2 separate regions of the Mus musculus genome follow, and region 2 is linked to region 1. Evidence: chromatin contacts called from public HiChIP or PLAC-seq data. All regions are on one chromosome and are shown on one strand. Each heading gives the region's core, a stretch centred on a gene start, on an enhancer-like site or on the middle of the called end of the contact. The rest is flanking DNA. Distances are from core to core; before and after follow the strand shown.

The links. HiChIP or PLAC-seq counts read pairs in DNA pulled down with a chosen protein or histone mark.
Region 2: an H3K27ac HiChIP or PLAC-seq map of embryonic stem cells shows a contact between it and region 1, with 2.7 times the contacts expected there. The contact joins the enhancer-like site here to the promoter of Bcan in region 1. A contact is called at or near these places in 3 of 39 promoter capture datasets (the C10 cell line, cranial neural crest and hippocampal neurons), 3 of 484 Hi-C or Micro-C datasets (bone marrow-derived macrophages, embryonic retina and embryonic stem cells), 3 of 115 datasets of contacts at active chromatin or transcription factors (embryonic stem cells and stem cell-derived neural progenitor cells) and 3 of 9 other capture datasets (adipose tissue, liver and pancreatic islet).

The regions. Positions count from the first base shown.
Region 1 is chr3:87,998,696-88,003,218 of GRCm38.p6, forward strand. Bcan (brevican) reads right to left here and starts at 1,661. Exons shown (of 14, transcript NM_007529.2): 1 at 1,408-1,661.
Region 2 is chr3:88,274,981-88,279,563 of GRCm38.p6, forward strand. No RefSeq gene overlaps it. Among named protein-coding and RNA genes, the nearest start is that of Gm37116, 7.5 kb to the right of the region's middle. Within about 2 kb of position 1,326, at least 18 of the 459 cell types and tissues checked have an H3K27ac peak or open chromatin away from gene starts, as enhancers often do. A contact at or near this core is called in embryonic stem cells, where this site is marked.

The sequences.
Region 1 (4,523 bases), core at 411-2,910:
ACCTTCCCTTCCTAACCCTTCCTCTTCCAGGAGGGCCTCCTAGACTGAACCCTGCTGAAACAGCGGCTTCTCCCTCTGCTTCCTCTCCACCAGGACTTGTAAGGAAGCTCCCCTGGTGCCCAACATCCTCTGCCCCCTCCATCCCTCCCTCCCTCCCACTTTGCTCTCAGCCATTCCCCTCTGCCTGGCACGGGCTTTCCCACCGGATCTCCTGGCTCAGAAGCCAGCTGGGACAAAGACCCTGTCCCTGCCAGTCTGGCCTCTATCCAGTTGCTCCTTCCCCCACCCATCTTTTGTGAAAGCCTACAACTTGGAGTGTACTGGAGAAGGGTACAGGGAGAGGCCAGTCGTCCCCCCCCCCCCCCCGCCCTGGCCCTCAGCTCTGGAAACAGTTTCTCTTTCTGAGATCTCATTGCGCATACAGGCTCACGGGGAAAGTGAGGTGGATGACCAGAGAGGGTTAGAGCTAACTCTGAGCCAAACCGGGAGCCAGGTCACTGTGCCCTCAGGAAGGAAAGCTGCACAGATAATGAACACACTCTGTAAAGAGTCAGACTTGGGAGTATTCGGGGACCCAGGACTACATGGCTAATGATGCAGCCGGGGGTCAGTTACAACGTCAGGCAAGATTTCCTACCGACCATACCTATTCTCACTGGCTCCATCTCCCACTCGGTCTGCCTTCATAGTCGCTAGCCTGAGCCTAAGCGGTCCTCCTAGATCCTCCCAGGACAGACTCCCCTGCTAAGCAGCGCTCTGGCCTGTGCTGTGCAGCGGGCCGGGCGAGCAGTCACTCGGGTTACCGCTGGCAAGTAAGCCAGGTGCTGGAGCGTTCTGAGGAGGGGAGGCTGGGAGCAGGAGCTACTCACACGCCCGCCCGGCCCTGTGGCTACCTCTTTTACCCGTGTTGGGGCAGCACGGGATGAGGAAGGAAGCCTGAGGCCAGAGGATCCGACTGCCCTGAGACATGAATTTTTGATCCAAGTGGCCAAGAGTGGCTACTGTGACACTTCCCGGAGGAAAGCCACCACAAGGACCGGAGCTCAGCAGTCCCCTGTCGTCTCCAGCCCGGGCATCCTTAGTCGCTCCGCAGCCCAGACGTCCCCTGGCTCCTGAAGGCTGCGCGGCGAGGACAGTGAGCGAGCAGACGCGTGGCTCAGGGTGCCGAAGCCGGCACAGAGCGCTGCGCGCCCACCTTCAGAGAGGCGCCGCTGCCGACCGCACCCCCGAGTGCCTGGGGACCCCAGGAAGCTACGGTGGGTCACTGTCTCGGTCGCCCACAGCAGCCAGTATCGCGGCCCGCTCTCGCCCTCGCCCGGATCCTTTGGCTCAGAGAGGTCAAGAAACTTACCCAAGGTCACACAGCAAGCAAGCAAGCGACCGATAGGGCCAGGCCTCCGCACTCACCTTGCGAGGTCCCCTCCGCGCACACCGCACGTCCCGCAGCCGCAGCCGAGACTGCGGCGCAATGCGCGGGCGCGAGCAGGGCCGGGCGCGCGGGACCCAGACAGGGGCGCCAGCTCGCCGGGAGCCTCACAAAACCCCCTTTCTTCCCACGCGCCCCGCCTTCCCCGCCGTCCCCGGCCCTTGCCGCCCCCGTGGGGGGCTCTGCGCGGTCACGGGACCCGCTGCCTTCTCTGTGCGGGTTCCGGGCGACAGCGGGCAGAGGGAGGACAAGCGAAGTAGGACAAGGTTCCGCGGACGGGAGCCCAAGACTTGCAGCGGGGAGGGCAGAAGGGGCGGGGAGGGAGCGATGGAGGGCGCTGTGGCGACGCAGGATGGAGAGTTAGAACACGGGAGGGACTTCTCATTGGTTAAAGGGAGGAAGACCGGCTCAAACTTAGTCGCGCAGAGGATGGAGGGACGACAGGAGCTTTGCCCCGGGAAAGAGGGCACTGCTGGGTGAAAAGGGGAAGTCCTTTTCTCAGGCCAGAGAAAAGGCAGATGACCACAGCCATCCCTCTTGAGGAAGCTTTGATCGGGCTGTGCTCCCCCGGTGCTCCTCTCCCTCCCCGGCGGAGGAGCTGACTTTGCAGTGGTTGACCAGGTGGAGGTCGACTCGCAGAACTACGGGTTAGGCAACCCAAGTCAAGAGAGTCTAGGCGCGCGGTATCAAGTGGTACAGTGAGTGATGGAGCAGGCGTCACAGGTTGCAGATCAATGTGTGCAGGAGAGCCTGCTAGCCTCGGCTGGGCTGCCCAGTGTGCAGCCAGGAGCCTGGGGGTGGGCCTCGAGGACTGCCAGCTGTCCCCCACCCCCACTTCACCCGCTGCTTCTCCCTGCTTTCCCAGGCTTCCCACTTTCCTCCTCTTGCTTGCGACTCCAGGCAAAGCCTTGGCACCAGCTGTAGGCCACTCAGCCAGATCCTTGTCCTCAAGGCCGGTGTGGGGGCTGTGACCTTACCATTTCTAGATCCCCAAATGCCGACTGTCTGCAGACACCTTCACCCCCAACTCAGGGAACAGTTTCCTAATCACGCCCCACCCCCTGCCTTGGATGGAGTTCCAAAAAAACAAAACAAAACAAAACCAAAAAACAAAACAAAACAAAAAAAAAAAAAAACGCCTTCAGAACCTCTGGAAAAAAACAAACTCCTCTCCAAAGCCTTACAAGTTTAAAGAGAGGACTCCAGCTAATGCCGCCCACTGTAAGGACAGGACAGAAGGACCTTGAAACCCAGGGCAGAGTCACGCAGGGAGAAAACTACCAGGCAGTGGTGCCAGCAGAAAGGAGAAAGGGGCCCCTGAAGAAGCTGCACAGGAGGCCTTCATTTATTCATTCCTTAAGCTTGACCCACAAGTCATCTATGTACCAGGCCCTGTCTGGGGCCCTAAGACTGGGGGAGTCACCAGTTGGGAAGGACTCTGAGGTGCTGGGTGCCAGCTCTGGGTTGCACCTGCATGGCTCACCAACACATGGGCTCCATGCCCTGCAGGTCTCCCAGGTGGAGCTAGGAAAGAAACCAAGGGGCTGCAGTTCAGCCCAGTTGCTGTCTTGGATATAACACAATTTTTGCCTGGGAAAACCTGACTGTGACCAAGGAAGACAGGAAAGAGATACCCCCCGCCCCCGCCCCCAGCTCAGAGTTACCAATGTGCACAACCCGGGGGAAGGGGAAAAGAATCCTGGGGCCAGTGGAGCCAGTAGGCAGCCATCTGCCAGGAATGCCTTGGCCTCTTCTGATCAACCAAGCAGGGTCCCCACCACTCCTGTGGAATCCTATTCTTTGTCATTCACAGCCTTATGAGGTCTGGTTAGGGGCTCAGCAGCCCATGGGGACTGAGTCTTTGAGAGGGGCCCCTTTCTATAAAAGATGGGCATTATAAAGGCCCCCCTTTTTTCCAGCTGGGGACATTTGCATCGAGGTACACCCACACAACTCTAGCCATTGCTGATAGGTACCTTTTCCCCAATTATGGAGTCTGGCATCTTGACTCATAGCCAAAGGACTCTGCTCATTTCTGTTCTCCATCTGAGGTGCTCCTGGACCCTGGCCTGCTCCTTGCATCCCCTTTAGATCTTAGACAGAGATCTTGGCACTGGAAGCCAACAGAGCCCAGAATGGCGGCTTTCGTGTGCAAACCCGTGTCCTAGCAACAGGGCATGACAGTTCTCATAGCCACAAGGGTCTTCTAGATGCCAAATGGTAAACGGCGGTGTCACAAGGGTCAGCCGGTTGAATCAGAAGTGGCCTGCCCAGGACTGCTGCACCAAGGGCTCAGGAAAAGAGGGAGGAGGAAGGCGAGCTTGGAGAAAGCCAGGCAGTGGCGGCTCGCCTGCCCTGTCCCCACGTGGTGCAGCTGGCTGCCTCCCAGCCTGCCCTGGAGACTTTTCCAGGCTCTCTTGAAGAACCAGCAATCTCCTCCCGCTTTCCCAGGGCAATAGCTTCCACACAGGCCAAAGCTGTGGCCCAAGGTGAGAACCCACGCTGCTCGCAAAGCTCCCGCCTCCCAAACACCCCTCTTCGGTGTTGGCTCTTACTGTGCGCCCATCTGAAGTGGCCGCTGGAGGGCTGTTCAGACTCGCGCCCTCTCCTGCATTGGCAGCCAGCCCCCTCAAGGCCCAGACACCTGGCTTCTTGGCTGGGAGGGGCCCAGTGCTGGCACAGCTGTGCTCAGAGAATGGGGGCTTTGATAGTCTCAGAAGGGGGCCAGGAAGCATAGCAAAGCTTAGAAATGCCAGGGGGTGGTTCTGAGAGATGGCACAGCTGTGGCCTGGAGCTGGATCTGCAGCTGAGTATCGGCCACCAGGGGCAGGCTCAGAGGAGATCACTAGAGGTACCAGAGGTGTGCATCACCTTCCCTGCAGGCTCACTCCTCTGTGGTGTTGGGGCATGCACCTTCTCTCAGTTTCTCCACATGTAAGATGGTGCCAACACATTGTTGAGCGGTCTTATGTTAGAGCATGTACGTGGTTTTTATTTTATTTTTAAGATTTATTTATTTATTTTATGTATATGAGTACACTGTAGCCATACAGATGTTTGTGAGCCACCATGTGGTTGCTGGGATTTGAACTCAGGA
Region 2 (4,583 bases), core at 76-2,575, 280 kb after region 1:
GCCATCTCCCCTCCCTGCCATATAGTATACAAGATGCTGTACTTTTTTTTTTTGGTGGGGAGGGGTTGAGACAGGGTTTCTCTGTATAGCCCTGGCTATCCTGGAACTCACTTTGTAGACCAGGCTGGCCTTGAACTCAGAAATTCACCTGCCTCTGCCTCCCAAGTGCTGGGATTAAAGGTGTGTACCACCACCACCCATACTTCTTCTTAAACGTGCTTGGAGGGCTGGGGAGATGGCTCAGTGGTTAAGAGCACTGACTGTTCTTCTGAAGGTCCTGAGTTCAAATCCCAGCAACCACATGGTGGCTCACAACCATCTGTAATGAGATCTGATGCCCTCTTCTGGTGCTGTCTGAAGATAGCTACAGTGTACTTATTTATAATAATAAATAAATCTTTGAGCCGGAGCAAGCAGGGATCAAGCAAGTGGGGCCAACCAGAGCAGAGGTCCTAAATTCAATTCCCAACAACCACATGAAGGCTCACAACCATCTGTACTCCTTAAAAAGGATTGGAGTCTTTCCACCGTTTTCTGATATTCACGGCTAGCCTTTTAAAAGTTAATAAAAAGACGTGCTTGGCATCAGTCACCCATGTATGCTCCTGGTCCAGCTCCTGCTCTTGTCTGATTTCTCCTTTTCTCTGTTTTTCTTCCCAACCCTCTCACTCAAACCCCACCACTTGGAACCCTTAGCAATGCTGGTTTCAGACACATGCTTTAACACTTTTTTTTTTAACATTGTAAAGGAATGATTGGGCTGGGTGTGGTGGCACACGCCTTTAATCCTAGCACTTGGGAGGCAGAGGCAGGCAGATTTCTGAGTTCGAGGCCAGCCTGGTTTACAGAGTCAGTTCCAGGATAGCCAGGGCTACACAGAGAAACCCTGTCTCGAAAAACCAAAAAAAAAAAAAAAAAAAAAAAGAAAGAAAGGAATGATTGTCTTTGGATATGGCATTAATTTTTTTCTATAAAAATATGGAGTGGAGCCAGGCATAAGGGCATATGCCTTTTATCACAATACTTAGGAGGCAGAGGCAGCCAGGTCTCTGTGAAATTGAGATCAGCCTATTCTATGTAGTGAGTTCCAAGCCAGCCAGAGCTACAGAGAAAAACCCTGTCTCAAAAAAAAAAGAAAGAAAGAAAGAAAGAGAGAGAGAGAGAGGAAGAAAGAAAGATAAGAAAAAGAAAAGAGAAGAGACGAGAAAAGAAAAGAAAAAAGAAAAGAATGTAGAGTGGGGGCTGATGGCTCAGTAGTTAGCACTTGCTGCTCTTCCTAGGAACAAAGGCTCAGTTCTCAGCACCCATACTGTGCAGCTCACAGCCATCTTTAACTCTAGCTCCAGGGAATGTGATACATCTGGCCTCCTTGGGTACCTGCAATCACATGGATACAAACACACCTAAATATAACTAAAAAGAATAAAAACATATCTTAAGAAAAGAATCTGGGATGCTAAGAAGGGAACACAAAAGTCACTTACTCTGGCCACGATGTGCTGGAGGCACAGGGAGGCATCTGCAGGGCCCAGCTGGTAGAAGAACTGCCTCAAAATCAGAAAGTACCACTGCGGAGGCCTGGGGTTGCCTACTGAGTCTGATATAAGGAACGTATTGAGGAGTTGGAGAAAAGGCTCAGTGTGAAGAACGAGCGCTGGATGCTCTTCCAGAGAACCTACCTAGATTGGGTCCTAATGCCAATGTGATAGATTGCAACTGTCTGTAACTCCAGTTCCAGGAGGATCTAGTGCCCTCTTCTGGCCTCCTTGGGCACCAGGCTCAAGTAGACCCAGGAAAATCCTGCTACACCATGGAGTATTTCTGACAAATTGTCCTGTCCCACCTCCAGTGTGAGCTACATTCTTTCACCAGGACAGCAGGAAAGGACAGAAACGCAGGCCTCTGAGTTCGATTACATGAGAGCTGAGCTAACTCTGAGAAGCAAGGAATTGAAATGGCATTTGAAGGTATCTGGTTACAGTGGGAACCTATGGGATCCCAGGTAGTAAGAAGAGTTGAAATTCTTTTGCTGTTGTTATGCTAATAAAAACAGGAAACGTGGGTTGGGAGCAAAGGTGCAGGCCTGTAGTCCCAGCATTCAAGAGGCAAGAGGAGTGTTGTGAGTTCAAAGTTATATAGCAAGGCTTTGTCTCAAACCAAAAATAAAAATAGTAACAGTAAATATAAAAAGCACTAAGCATTCAAATATATTTTTTTTTTTAACTCGAGACAGGGTTTCTCTGTGTAGCCCTGGCTATCCTGGAATTCGCTCTGTAGACCACGCTGGCCTTGAACTCAGAAATCAGCCTGCCTCTGCCTCCCAAATGCTGGGATTAAAGGCGTGCGCCACTGCCCAGCTTCAAATCTTTTTTATCTCCTTCACCTTTTACCCAAATTTTTATCCCTTCTACTTTGTAAAACTTCCATGCAATTCTTTGAGGTTTTTTTTTTAAAATGTATATGGGTGTTTTGCTTCATGTGTGTGTGTGTGTGTGTGTGTGTTGTGTGGGGCTAGCATTAGTTTATGGTATGGGTGTTTTTGCCTCGTGTGTCTGGGTACCATTTGTGTTTGTTGCTCTAGAAGGCTAGCAGAGGGGCTAGGTCCTATGAAACTGGAGTTGCAGAGTGAGCGGCCATGTGGGTGCTGGGAACAGAAACCAGGTCCTCTGGAAAAGCAGGCTGCCCTTAACTTCTGAGCATCTCTCCAGCCCCCAGCTCACTCTCTCCATCAAAAGGTAAGTTTTGGTCTTGTTGGAACTTCGGTAGGAGCAGTGATCTAGTGATCTGTTCTTTGTAACCCTGAGCGACTTTCCCTCTCCCTCTCCCCCTCCCTCACTCCCTCTTTCTCTCCCTCTTTCTCTTTCTCTTTCTTTCCTTCCTTCTTGTTGTTTTTTGCTTTTGCTGGGTTTTTCATTTTGTTGTTTCTTTTGTTTTTAAGACAAGGTCTTACTATGTAGTTCCGGTTGCCCTAGAACTCCCTGTGTTGACCAGGCTGGACTCAGATTTACAGAGATCCTCCTGCCTTTGCATGCTGAGTGTTCCCAGAGTGCTATGACTAAAGGTGTTCACCCCCCTACCTGGCTGACCTTGAACTTATAAACACCTGCAAATGATATAAATGTGAGTTCATCAGGATTGAGGTGTATACTCTACCACACTGTCACGCTATGCAGTCAACTTACCTGGGACTCTCCAGTTGAAGATGGTGAACCTGAGTGTGCAGGTTGAAAGCATTATATTAAGTAGGGACTAGAAGGACAAAGTAAAAGTGGGGGCTGTAGCTTAATTGGCAGATTTCTAGCTTAATATGCACAAGGCCTTGGGTTTGATCCCAGCATCACATAAATTCATAAACTGGGTGTGGCGACAAATGCCTGTTGTTAGCATTTTGTCTAAACTCCACCCCACAGTTACCTGGCAACAGCAGGTAGCCTGACCCACTATAAAAGGGACTGTTTGCCCCTGCCATTCTTTCTTGCCTCTCTCTCTTGCCTCTGCCTCTCTTGCTTCCTCTTGCTTCCCCTCTCTCCCCATTCCCTTCCTCCCCTTCTCTCCACGTGGTCATGGCCGGCCTGTACTTCTCTGTTCTCTCCCCCTCTCTGCCTTTATCTTCCTCTACTACCCTCTTAACTCCCCTCCCCATGCCCTTAATAATCTCTATTCTATACTTTACTGTCGTGTGGCTGGTCCCTCTGCAGGAAGACATGCCTCAGCATGAGCCTGCTGAGGCACCCCCTACCCCACACCTCACCACACCCTCATAGAACATGTCTTATATCTCTTTATCTTTTTATAAACACATCACCTGTAATTCCTGCAGGAAATGGAAGCATATATATGTAGGGAAGATACAGAAAAGCATGTGTGTGTGTATAGTACACCACTTACGGTAATTAGAAAAACATTCTCCTGGAAGATGTCCACATTCTAAGTCCCAGAGTATATAACTAGCTCCCGGCAATTAAAAAATTACCTAGCAAAGGGAATTAAGGTTATATTAAGGTGGCTATCTAACTAACTCTATAAAGAGATATTATGAGAGCAGGCCCAACATAATTACAAGAGTCTTTAAAAGTTGAGAAAAGTCGGGCTGGTGAGATGGCTCAGTGGGTAAGAGCACCCGACTGCTCTTCCGAAGGTCCAAAGTTCAAATCCCAGCAACCACATGGTGGCTCAGAACCATCTGTAACGAGATCTGACGCCCTCTTCTGGTGTGTCTGAAGACAGCTACAGTGTACTTACATGTAATAAATAAATAAATCTTTAAAAAAAAAAAAAAAAAAAAAAGTTGAGAAAAGTCGGCCAGGCATGGTGGTACATGCCTTTAATCACAGAAGTCATGAGACAGAGGCAGGATCTCTGTGAGTTCCAGGCCAACCACAGCTACCTAGTGAGACCTTATCTCAAAAGAGAAAAACAAACAAACGAAAGACGAGGAGCCCAGGCAGAGGTGGCACACACTTGTTTGCTTTTCAAGACAGGGTTTCCCTGTGCTGCCCCTGGCTGTCCTGAAACTCACTTTGTAAATCCCTGAAAAACAAAACAAAACAACAACAAAACATTTTTAAATCCTGGGGGTGGGA